Regions from separate parts of the Mus musculus genome. Here region 2 is linked to region 1. A link is a contact called in public HiChIP or PLAC-seq data. All regions are on one chromosome and are shown on one strand. The core of a region is the stretch at or near the end of the contact, and the rest is flanking DNA. Distances in the headings are between cores, read along the strand shown. Region 1 holds the start of Dedd2 (death effector domain-containing DNA binding protein 2). Region 2 holds the start of Plaur (plasminogen activator, urokinase receptor).

Evidence for each region. HiChIP or PLAC-seq counts read pairs in DNA pulled down with a chosen protein or histone mark.
Region 2: an HNF4G HiChIP or PLAC-seq map of pancreatic cancer cells shows a contact between it and region 1. The contact joins the promoter of Plaur here to the promoter of Dedd2 in region 1. A contact is called at or near these places in 1 of 39 promoter capture datasets (pre-B cells) and 2 of 115 datasets of contacts at active chromatin or transcription factors (bone marrow-derived macrophages and pancreatic cancer cells).

The regions. Positions count from the first base shown.
Region 1 is chr7:25,217,887-25,222,555 of GRCm38.p6, reverse strand. Dedd2 (death effector domain-containing DNA binding protein 2) reads left to right here and starts at 2,697. Exons shown (of 5, transcript NM_207677.3): 1 at 2,697-2,792; 2 at 3,389-3,755. The coding sequence starts at 3,428. Zfp526 (zinc finger protein 526) reads right to left here and starts at 1,131. Exons shown (of 3, transcript NM_175436.5): 1 at 1,052-1,131.
Region 2 is chr7:24,460,917-24,465,054 of GRCm38.p6, reverse strand. It overlaps Plaur (plasminogen activator, urokinase receptor), which reads right to left and starts at 2,572. Exons shown (of 7, transcript NM_011113.4): 1 at 2,488-2,572. The coding sequence starts at 2,545.

The DNA of each region.
Region 1 (4,669 bases), core at 1,448-3,947:
GATACATAGCCCAGTACAAGGCCCTGTTATTAGTTGATGACCAATAAACCATTTGCAGATAAATGACTTGCTAAATGCTCAGGAACCAAACTTTCCTTATCTACCAATTCCAAATACCCCATTAAGTGCGCTCTGTTTTGAAGCATCTCATCTTGTAACCCTGGCCTATCTGGAACTCACTATGTAGGGCAGACTGGCCTCAAACTCACAGAAATCTACCAGCTTCTCCCTCCCCAGTGCTGACATTGAAAGCGGGTGCCACTACACCTGCCTGGCTCCTCATTAAGTCCGAACCAGTCCATAAAGGATTTTCTTAGAAACAATCAAATGGGCTGGGGGTGGGGGAGGTTAGCATTCTGCCTTAGTTACAGCCTCACTGCCAAGACAGAACTCCCCTGGCTTGGATCAGAGCATGCTACATGGCTTGTAGCAGGTAAGGAGCGGATGCCCAAACTTTACAAAGTATGGATGAGCTCATACACAGAAAAACATGGTGCACAGGACCCAATCCTATGTGCTCTCTGAATTTCATCCAACTCAATCCTTCCAAAACTCACTTAACTTGCACACAATCCTAATAACACTGTCCTTCTAGAAAGTAGCACAGGTATCCCGAAATGGACACTTTTCCGCCTGCATTCTTTTCCCTCCCAGTCCTACACCGTGTCAGGGGGTAGGTGGAATTCAGCTAATACCTCTGTATACGGAAAGGAGATCTAAGCACCTACACCAGGGGCCTGAAAGTTCAACTTTCCCGCTACACTGCTTTTTTCCCTCCTACCAGATTCCTCTTCTCTGCAGCGTGAGAGCCCCCTGCAGGGGTGGGGTGTGCAAGCGAGCTCAAGCTGAGGCCAGCACAAGCAGGGGATCCAACGACGCCTCTAGGGCACACAGGAAGGAGCTGTCGATCATCCCGCGCTGCTCCAGCCCCAAGCGCAGGCCCCAAGGCTCTCCGACCCTGAGCGTACCCTTCCCTCTTCCTCCACTCTCTCCTTACACCCAGCGCTCTCTTCCCCGCCCGCCCTGCGGCGCCCTCACCCATCTCTCTTACCTCCAAGCAGCCCCTGCCGCTCTTGACACAGACCCTCCACTCCAGTAGTGTAGGACCCTTCACTATCCACGCCTCCCATTGGGCGGTGCTCTCAGGAGAGGCAGCCAATCAGAGCTGGTAGCGCAGGGCACGCGCCCTCGCGCCTGCGTGTTGGGAGTCAGGCGGGGCTCCGCGAGTTTCTCCACGCAGACACCAGTGCCCTGGAGGCGGTGTCCGGGACCAGGAGAGGCGCCTGCGCAGTTCTCCGGGGCCGCTCCTTTCCTGCTGTTTGAAAATTCAGCGGAGAAAAGTGTGCATCCTTATAGAGCGAGGTCGCACAAATGAACGTGGCGGTGCGAGACTTTGACAGGTGTTATCTCGTAGCAGAAGAGACTGAGCGTTTCTGACAGCGTAACTAAAAAGCCAGACACACTTGTACTTTTCCTGCGCCGCCTCAGTTTTTGCTTACGTGCAAAGTGGACTGGAATCGCATCTCCTGAAAGGTTGTTGAAGGCATTGAATTTTGTCATACACATAAAAATGTTCGGCTCGGGGCCTGATACACCGTAGTACTCACTATAGCCCACCCATCATAGAAGCTTTACCGTTTATAAATAGCTTTCCCCTTCCTCCCATTCTTTGTCTGATTCAATGATATTCACACAGAGAGCCCATACCGTGGACTCCACTGCCATCCGTTTCACAGGTGGAAAAGCTAAGGCCCAGAAAAGGGAAACAAACAGCCAGCATTGAGCCAGAGCCTCCCGCCCCTTAGGGAGACAATTCCGGGGGTGGAAACCAGTCCTAGAAGAGACCTGTCTTAGGCACGTGCTGGCCCTGACCTTGAGTCACCTAAGTGGGGGAGGAGGAGCGACCGTCACGCTCAAGGCCTCGTGTAGGGGACATGAAGACACCCTAGCCTCCACTTCTGTGACAGGATTGCTCTCATAGGTGCAGGTTAGGAGGGGCATCTGGGTGGCTCCAAGACTCAAGAGGGCTCAGAAGCGATTGTACAAAGGCTGTTCTAACCGTGGGTGTGGTGTCTATGATAGGAGGTGCTGATGGACGTCTTCGGAATGTGCTGCACACAGGGGGTGGCAAGGTCTATTGAGATTTGGGAAGAGGTATCATTCTGCTGCTTGCGACTGGAGAATTTATAAATTGGGGCTGGGGAGCTGTATGAGCAAGAATTTCCATGTAGGATCTGAGACAGCAGAGTTGAGTTGTAGGTTTCTGGTTGCCACCAGAATGGGGCATACTGTATTACAAGTCCTGATTATGAGCCTTGAGCGCTCCAGGGAGTCGGGACCCTCGTGACTGGTTTACTTTGCGCTGACAGCTGTTGGCACTGGTCATGTGGGTGTCTAGGACGTGATCAGGAGGAAGAGGTAGTCTGTGGGATGAGTAATTCCACCAGGTCGTGTCATAGGATTCAGGGGACACACACCGAGCCTGAAACCACCATCAAGAGCAAGACACAGCGAGGTTTTGCTCTTGCGCAAGCGCAGCAAGGGAGAGTCCGGACGCTTGGGTTAGGGGCGGATCTGGAGTCCTGGAAGGGGTGGAGCTTGAGGTCTGATTCTGCGCTTGCGCTGTAGGGGCGTGGCGGTCGCACCTGCGCGAGTTGGGCGAAAGAGGAGGAGCGAGGTGACGCAGGCGTAATAATAGAGAAGGTGCCAGAAAGATCCAAAACAAGTGGCTGCGGCCGTCGCCCAGAAGTCATCGGACGCTGGAATCTGGTGAGGATAAGAGAGGCCTAAAGGTGACTGGTGAAGGGTAGCTGGAACCACTTGGGTGCTCGGGTGAGGGCAGGATCGATCGCCCTTTCAGGGAGGGGGGGTCGGATTCAGACAGTACCACCTGTGTGGCGCTCAGGGTTGTCTTGGTCGGTCCCACTTGCAGGGGGCCGAGGGTCACTTTTGAAAGGTATCACTTGAGTGGGATGTTGGAGCTAGCAGGAAGGTACTAGTGGACAGAACCCGAGGGCTATGACCGGACATTTGCCATCCGAAGTCACCGGGCAGTGGACAAGGTGCCCTGCAATGGGCCATGTAGCTCATTCGAGCTGGTCGTCTAGGTCAGTCGGTGGCAAGTTCGAAACGTACTACTCAGAAAAGGGCATCTGGGCTTGGTCCTCCCGACAGTGATGTGGACCGGTGGGGTCTAGCGTTCGACCTGTTACTATGGGATCTCGGGCGATACCATTCCTGTCCGTGGGAGGGAGAGAGGTTGAGACCGTTGAGGGTGTGGGGGGCGACTCTGCCCGGAGACACCTTGCGGGGCCCACGCTCTGGCCTCTGTGGGCTTTGAGCCACTGTGTCGCTGACCACGACCTCCTCCCCGCCGTGTGGGTTCTAGGCCCTGGTTCTGAGCTTGTTCCGCACCCCTCCCCTGGGAATGGCGTTGTCCGGGTCGACCCCGGCCCCGAGCTGGGAGGAGGATGAGTGTTTGGATTACTACGGCATGCTGTCGCTTCACCGTATGTTCGAGGTAGTGGGCGGGCAGCTGACCGAGTGCGAACTGGAGCTCCTGGCCTTCCTGCTGGATGAGGCCCCCGGCGCCCCCGGCGGCCTGGCCCGCGCCCGCAGCGGCCTGGAGCTGCTTCTGGAGCTGGAACGCCGCGGGCAGTGCGACGAGAGCAACCTGCGGCTGCTGAGCCAACTCCTGCGCGTGCTAGCCCGTCACGACCTCCTGCCACATCTGGCGCGCAAGCGGCGCCGGCCAGGTAGGGTTTGAATAGGAAGTTGCAGAAACACCTTGCTCCCTCTGGGCCCCTGTACTTCCCTGATAAGGATATACAGTCTCCCCTATTTCACAGCGAGAAACTCAACAGTGAGAGGGTATGGCTTAGGTAGAAGTGAGCTTGTGGGATTCGGCCATATCAGTAATGATTGTGGCCACTGTTTGTGGAACTTTTTATGCCAGGAAGAGACAAACCTTTCATAGGAAAGGTTTCATAGGCACTGTCACCTGACAGCCCTCCCCCGCCCCCAGGGAAAACAACAGGTTCAGAGACGCTGGGTACCTTGCAGCATGTGAGGCTACAGAGAAGTTACAGCCAAGATGCCAACTCCACGAAACTTGTATTAGTGGAGAAGTCAATTAATAGTAAATAAGGAACTTAGCTTTGGATATGGTCGTAGAGAGGGATAGAGTACCCCCAGAATGAGGAGAGGTAACAACAAAGGAATACTTTCCTAAGAAGGTGGCGTTTGAAATGGGGTGGGGGGCATGAAAATGTGTCACACGCAAAGTATATGTAGCAAGGATTCAAACCTGCCTGGCCTGTCTCCAGGGTTGAGGCCCTTGATTCTGGGGTACAAAGGGAGGAGCTAGGAGGGGAGGAGTCAGGTGCCAGGAGCCTGTAGGTGTGCTGTTGGGCTCTTTCTTGAGAGATACAGTGCAGAGGTTGGGAAGGGGGGAATTATGAGTTTTTCTGTCCCACAATAAGCCTGTGGGATTTGTGTAAGCAGAGGGGCACCTCTAGGAATAGGCTGTCTGCTTTTAGAAAAAATACTGTCTTGAGTGTCACCCTCAAGAAGCAGAGAGCCCTGCTTATATATCATGGGGCTCCAGAGTGAGCTGGAGATGGGGGCAAGTGCTATTACAGGGACCTGGGCTACTGAAAGAGGAACCCTG
Region 2 (4,138 bases), core at 1,323-3,822, 760 kb after region 1:
GTGAAACTGATCTAGGCCTGTTCCCCTTGGATGCATGCATTGTGCCCTGATTGCCCATGGTCCACTCCCTCTCTCTAAGATCTATATAGTCCAAGCTGACCTCAAACTCACAGCAATCCTCCTGCCTCATCCTCCTGTGTGTGAGGATTACAGACAGGCATCACCTGCCATTCATTCTAACTCTGCACTTTTGCCCCCTTCCTTCCTTTTTTTCCAAGACAAGGTTTCTCTGTGTTACCCTGACTTTCCTGAAACTTGCTCTGTAGACCAGGATGGAGGCCTTGAACTCACAGAAATCCACCCACTTCTGTCTCCCTAATGCTTGAATCAAAGGCATGCGACCCCCCCCCCCCCGCCCCATCTCCCAACCTCTAACTCTTCTTCTTTCTAGTTCTTTTTGTCTTTTTTTTTTTCCAGAGCTGAGGACCAAACCCAGGGCCTTGCGCTTGCTAGGCAAACCCTCTACCACTGAGCTAAATCCCCAACACCTTCTTTCTAGTTCTTGAAAGGACTTTCTACCCTGGGTCCCATTTAGGTCCTGTGTCCTCTCTACTTGGTCAGCTCTGGACATTGGATCTTTATCCCTTGTCCACCCATTCCATCCTCTTCCTTAGCTACTCCTCAGGATTCTCTCCAAGACATGAATCTTTCCTCCTGAAGCTCTAACCCTGCCCAGTAGCCCTCCAAGATAATCAACTGAGCTTACCTCCAAAAACATTCTCTCCCCCTTCCCCGACACTCTCCTAGGTTCTAGTCCCAGCCCGTAGCTCCTGCCTGTCTCAGAGTCTCCAGTTCTGCCCAATATTCTAGCCCTGCCCCTGGCTTCCTTAACCATGCTTAATGCTTCCTTCTAGACGCTAGTTCCCATACTCTGGCTCCTTCCCTAAATTCTCTTCCTACCTTTATATTATTTTATTAAATATTTCTGAAATGTTTTCACTATTTATGGCTGGTCACTATTTATGTAAACCAGGCTGGCCTTAAAGTCAGAAATCCACCTGCCTTGGAATTAAGGCTATTTTCCCATCACACTCTACTCTGTTCTTGGTAGACTAGCCCTGCCGGGGCTTAACAGCACACAGCCCAGCTGTTCTCACCCTCAGGAGGGGTCATATATCCGATATTCTGCCCATCAGATATTTACATGAAGATTTCTAACAGTTGCAAAATTACAGTTATGAAGTAGCAACAAAAATAATTTTATGGTCGGAGGTCACCAAACTGTGAGGAGTTGTATTAAAGGATCATAGCATTCGGAAGGTTGAGAACCACTTTCAAAGACCCACCTCAGCCCCCAAACGTTTGTCCCACCCCAGGACCGAAGTCCCTCCTGCAGGTCTTCACCTAGGCCACGTCTCGCCAATGTTATAGCCCCCCGCCTCAGACTGCCCAGTTTTTTTTTTCGTTTTTTTTTTAAAGATTTATTTATTATTATGTGTAAGTACACTGTAGCTGTCTTCAGATGCACCAGAAGAGGGCGTCAGATCTCATTATAGATGGTTGTGACCCACCATGTGGTTGCTGGGATTTGAACTAAGGACCTTCGGAAAAGCAGTCCGTGCTCTTAACCACTGAGCCATCTCTCCAGCCCCCGACTGCCCAGTTTCTAATCAGAACTTTTGCACCAGCCTAGCCTTAGTCTGGCCCCCATTTCCCAGACAAGTTCCAGGAACAGAAAGGCTAAGTAACTGTCCTGAACCACACAGCCAGTTTTGACCCCAGGTGGCAGCCCCACTCCAGGGTCCCCTCCTCCCGGGGTTGGATTTCACAGTAAGAACTGTCCTGTCTGAGCCCCGAGATCCGGTCTGCAATTTAGAGCCGGTCCCTTTGTGCCAGATATCCTTTCTTCAACAAGAGCCCCTCCCCTTTGCACCCCCACCCCTCCCCCCTCTAGCTCCCAGACCACCCAGGCCCCGCCAGAGATCTTTTCCCACCCCATTAATCATCTCCGGTCTCCCGCGGACTAGAGAGGGCTTTCCGAGTTATTCACCGTGCCAAACCCTGACTCAATTCCTTCCCCATTTCCCTCTACTTTCTCAACACCATTTCCCCCGCATTTCCTGGAGGAAGAAGGCTGAGGACATAACATAGTAAAAGACAAGTGTATTCGAGGGACAGGCCCTGGGCTCCCGCTGAACTCTGTGGACCTTTGAGATGTAGACCCCTGAGCCCCTGTCTTGTCCCAAAGTGGGATCCCCACACAGACCAAAACACTGTGGGGAGTGGCTGTGAGGTCACATGTCCAGTTATCATTCAACCCCTAGCTGTGAGGCTTTGGACCAGCTTCTTAACCTCTCTGTTCCTCCGCGTCCTCCAGTGTGCCAGGCACTGTGCACCAGGGATCAGCGTTTACTAAATGAATGCCTGCGGGAGTCTGACTGTGCCACGTGGAGCCTGAGAACACACCCGGAGAATAGCTGGATAGAAGGGTGGAGCGCTGGGCCATCCTCCTCTAGCTCACGCCCGGTGCCACCACGCAGCTCTTACCTGGGACACAGGTAGTCGCCAGCAACAGCAGCAGCAGCAGCCGCCTTGGGAGTCCCATGGGTTCTTCCTTCACCTCTGCTCTAGACTGACCGAGGGGAAGAAGACAGTTTTGTGACCCTAGGGCTCCTCCCACTGTTTGCTAAAGAGTGAGTCAGCTCCAGGGGTTGCCTCGCCTCCCCCCGCCCCGCCCCCGCCCCCCCCCCCCAGCCCTTCCTCTTCCATAGTTCAAGAAACTCTGCCCCTTCCATACATAGTAAGATGCAGTCTCAAAAAAGGAGGGAGGGAAAGAGGGAGGGAGGAACGGAGGGAGAGAGGGAGGGAGAAGGAGGGATGAGGGAGAGAGAGAGAGAGAGAGAGAGAGAGAGAGACTATGATGGAGAAAGGAAGACAACCAAATAGCAAGGGTTAGAATCCTCTCTAGCCTTGGCTATTTCTTACCAATCAGAGTTTATGTTTTCAAAGTTTGTTTTATTTGAGTTTCTCCAGAGAGAGTCTTGCTATGAAGACCAGCCTTGAACTCAGGAACCTCCTGCCTCAGTCTCCCCCGAGTCTGGATCATGGGCACGCTACCATCCTTGGCCGAGGCGGTACAATTCCATGTAGGGAAATCATGTGGAACACTAACTTGCCAAACTAGAGGGCAAAATTCCTTCAGCTCCTGACCAAGGACCTCCTGGGTACTGGGCACTGTTCCAGGAACTGGAACACAGCAGGAAACACAAGGACGCCACCCTCTGCCATTACGATGGGGAGGATACATTAGTTATCTAATCTCTCCCATCAGTCGGAAACCAGGGGAAAAACAAGTTGAAAGAGGAACAAACTGTAGGGAGAGAGGTAAATGGCTTAATTGCTTTGGGAGGGTGATGCGGAGGGCAGCCAGGAAAGGTGTGCAAGAAGTCTAGTGGATTCCTACAGAAAGCCTTTGAGGGAGAGGAAAGAGTCATCGCAAAAGCCCTGAGGGCAAAGAATCACTCAGAGCGGCTCAGTGTGGCTGATGAGTGGGAACCAGAGAGAGCAGAGAGCAATGAGTAGCACCCGTACAGTAGTGATGTCACTGCTGTGAGTACCGAGTCACTGAAGCCTGAGCTGGGAAACACGGAACCCAAGGTCTCCTGCAGGATTGACAAGGAGTCTACCACTGAGCCACGCCCCCAGCCCCTCACTGGGGGAGGCTAGGCAGAGGCTCTACCACTGTGCCACGCCCCCAGCCCCTCCCTGGGGGATTCTAGGCAGGGGCTCTACCACTGAGCCACGCCCCCAGCCCCTCACTGGGGGATTCTAGGCAGGGGCTCTACCACTGAGCCATGCCCCCAGCCCCTCATTGGGGGATTCTAGGCAGGGGCTCTACCACTGAGCCACGCCTCCAGCCCCTCACTGGGGGAGGCTAGGCAGAGGCTCTACCACTGAGCCACACCCCAACCCCTCACTGGGGGAGGCTAGGCAGGGGCTCCACCACTGAGCCACACACCCAGCTTGGCTTGATTTAATGTCAAGATAAGGTAAAAGGTGAAAAATAAAAATAAAAATGCCCAAATAAAGTTTTCCTCTAAGAGGTCCTAACTGAGAGAGTAGGGGGCTGGCCCCAGACTGTGAGGGCTGTGTGACTTACTGATCATTAGCAGGTGTCTTTCTTAGCCTCTCTGTGCTG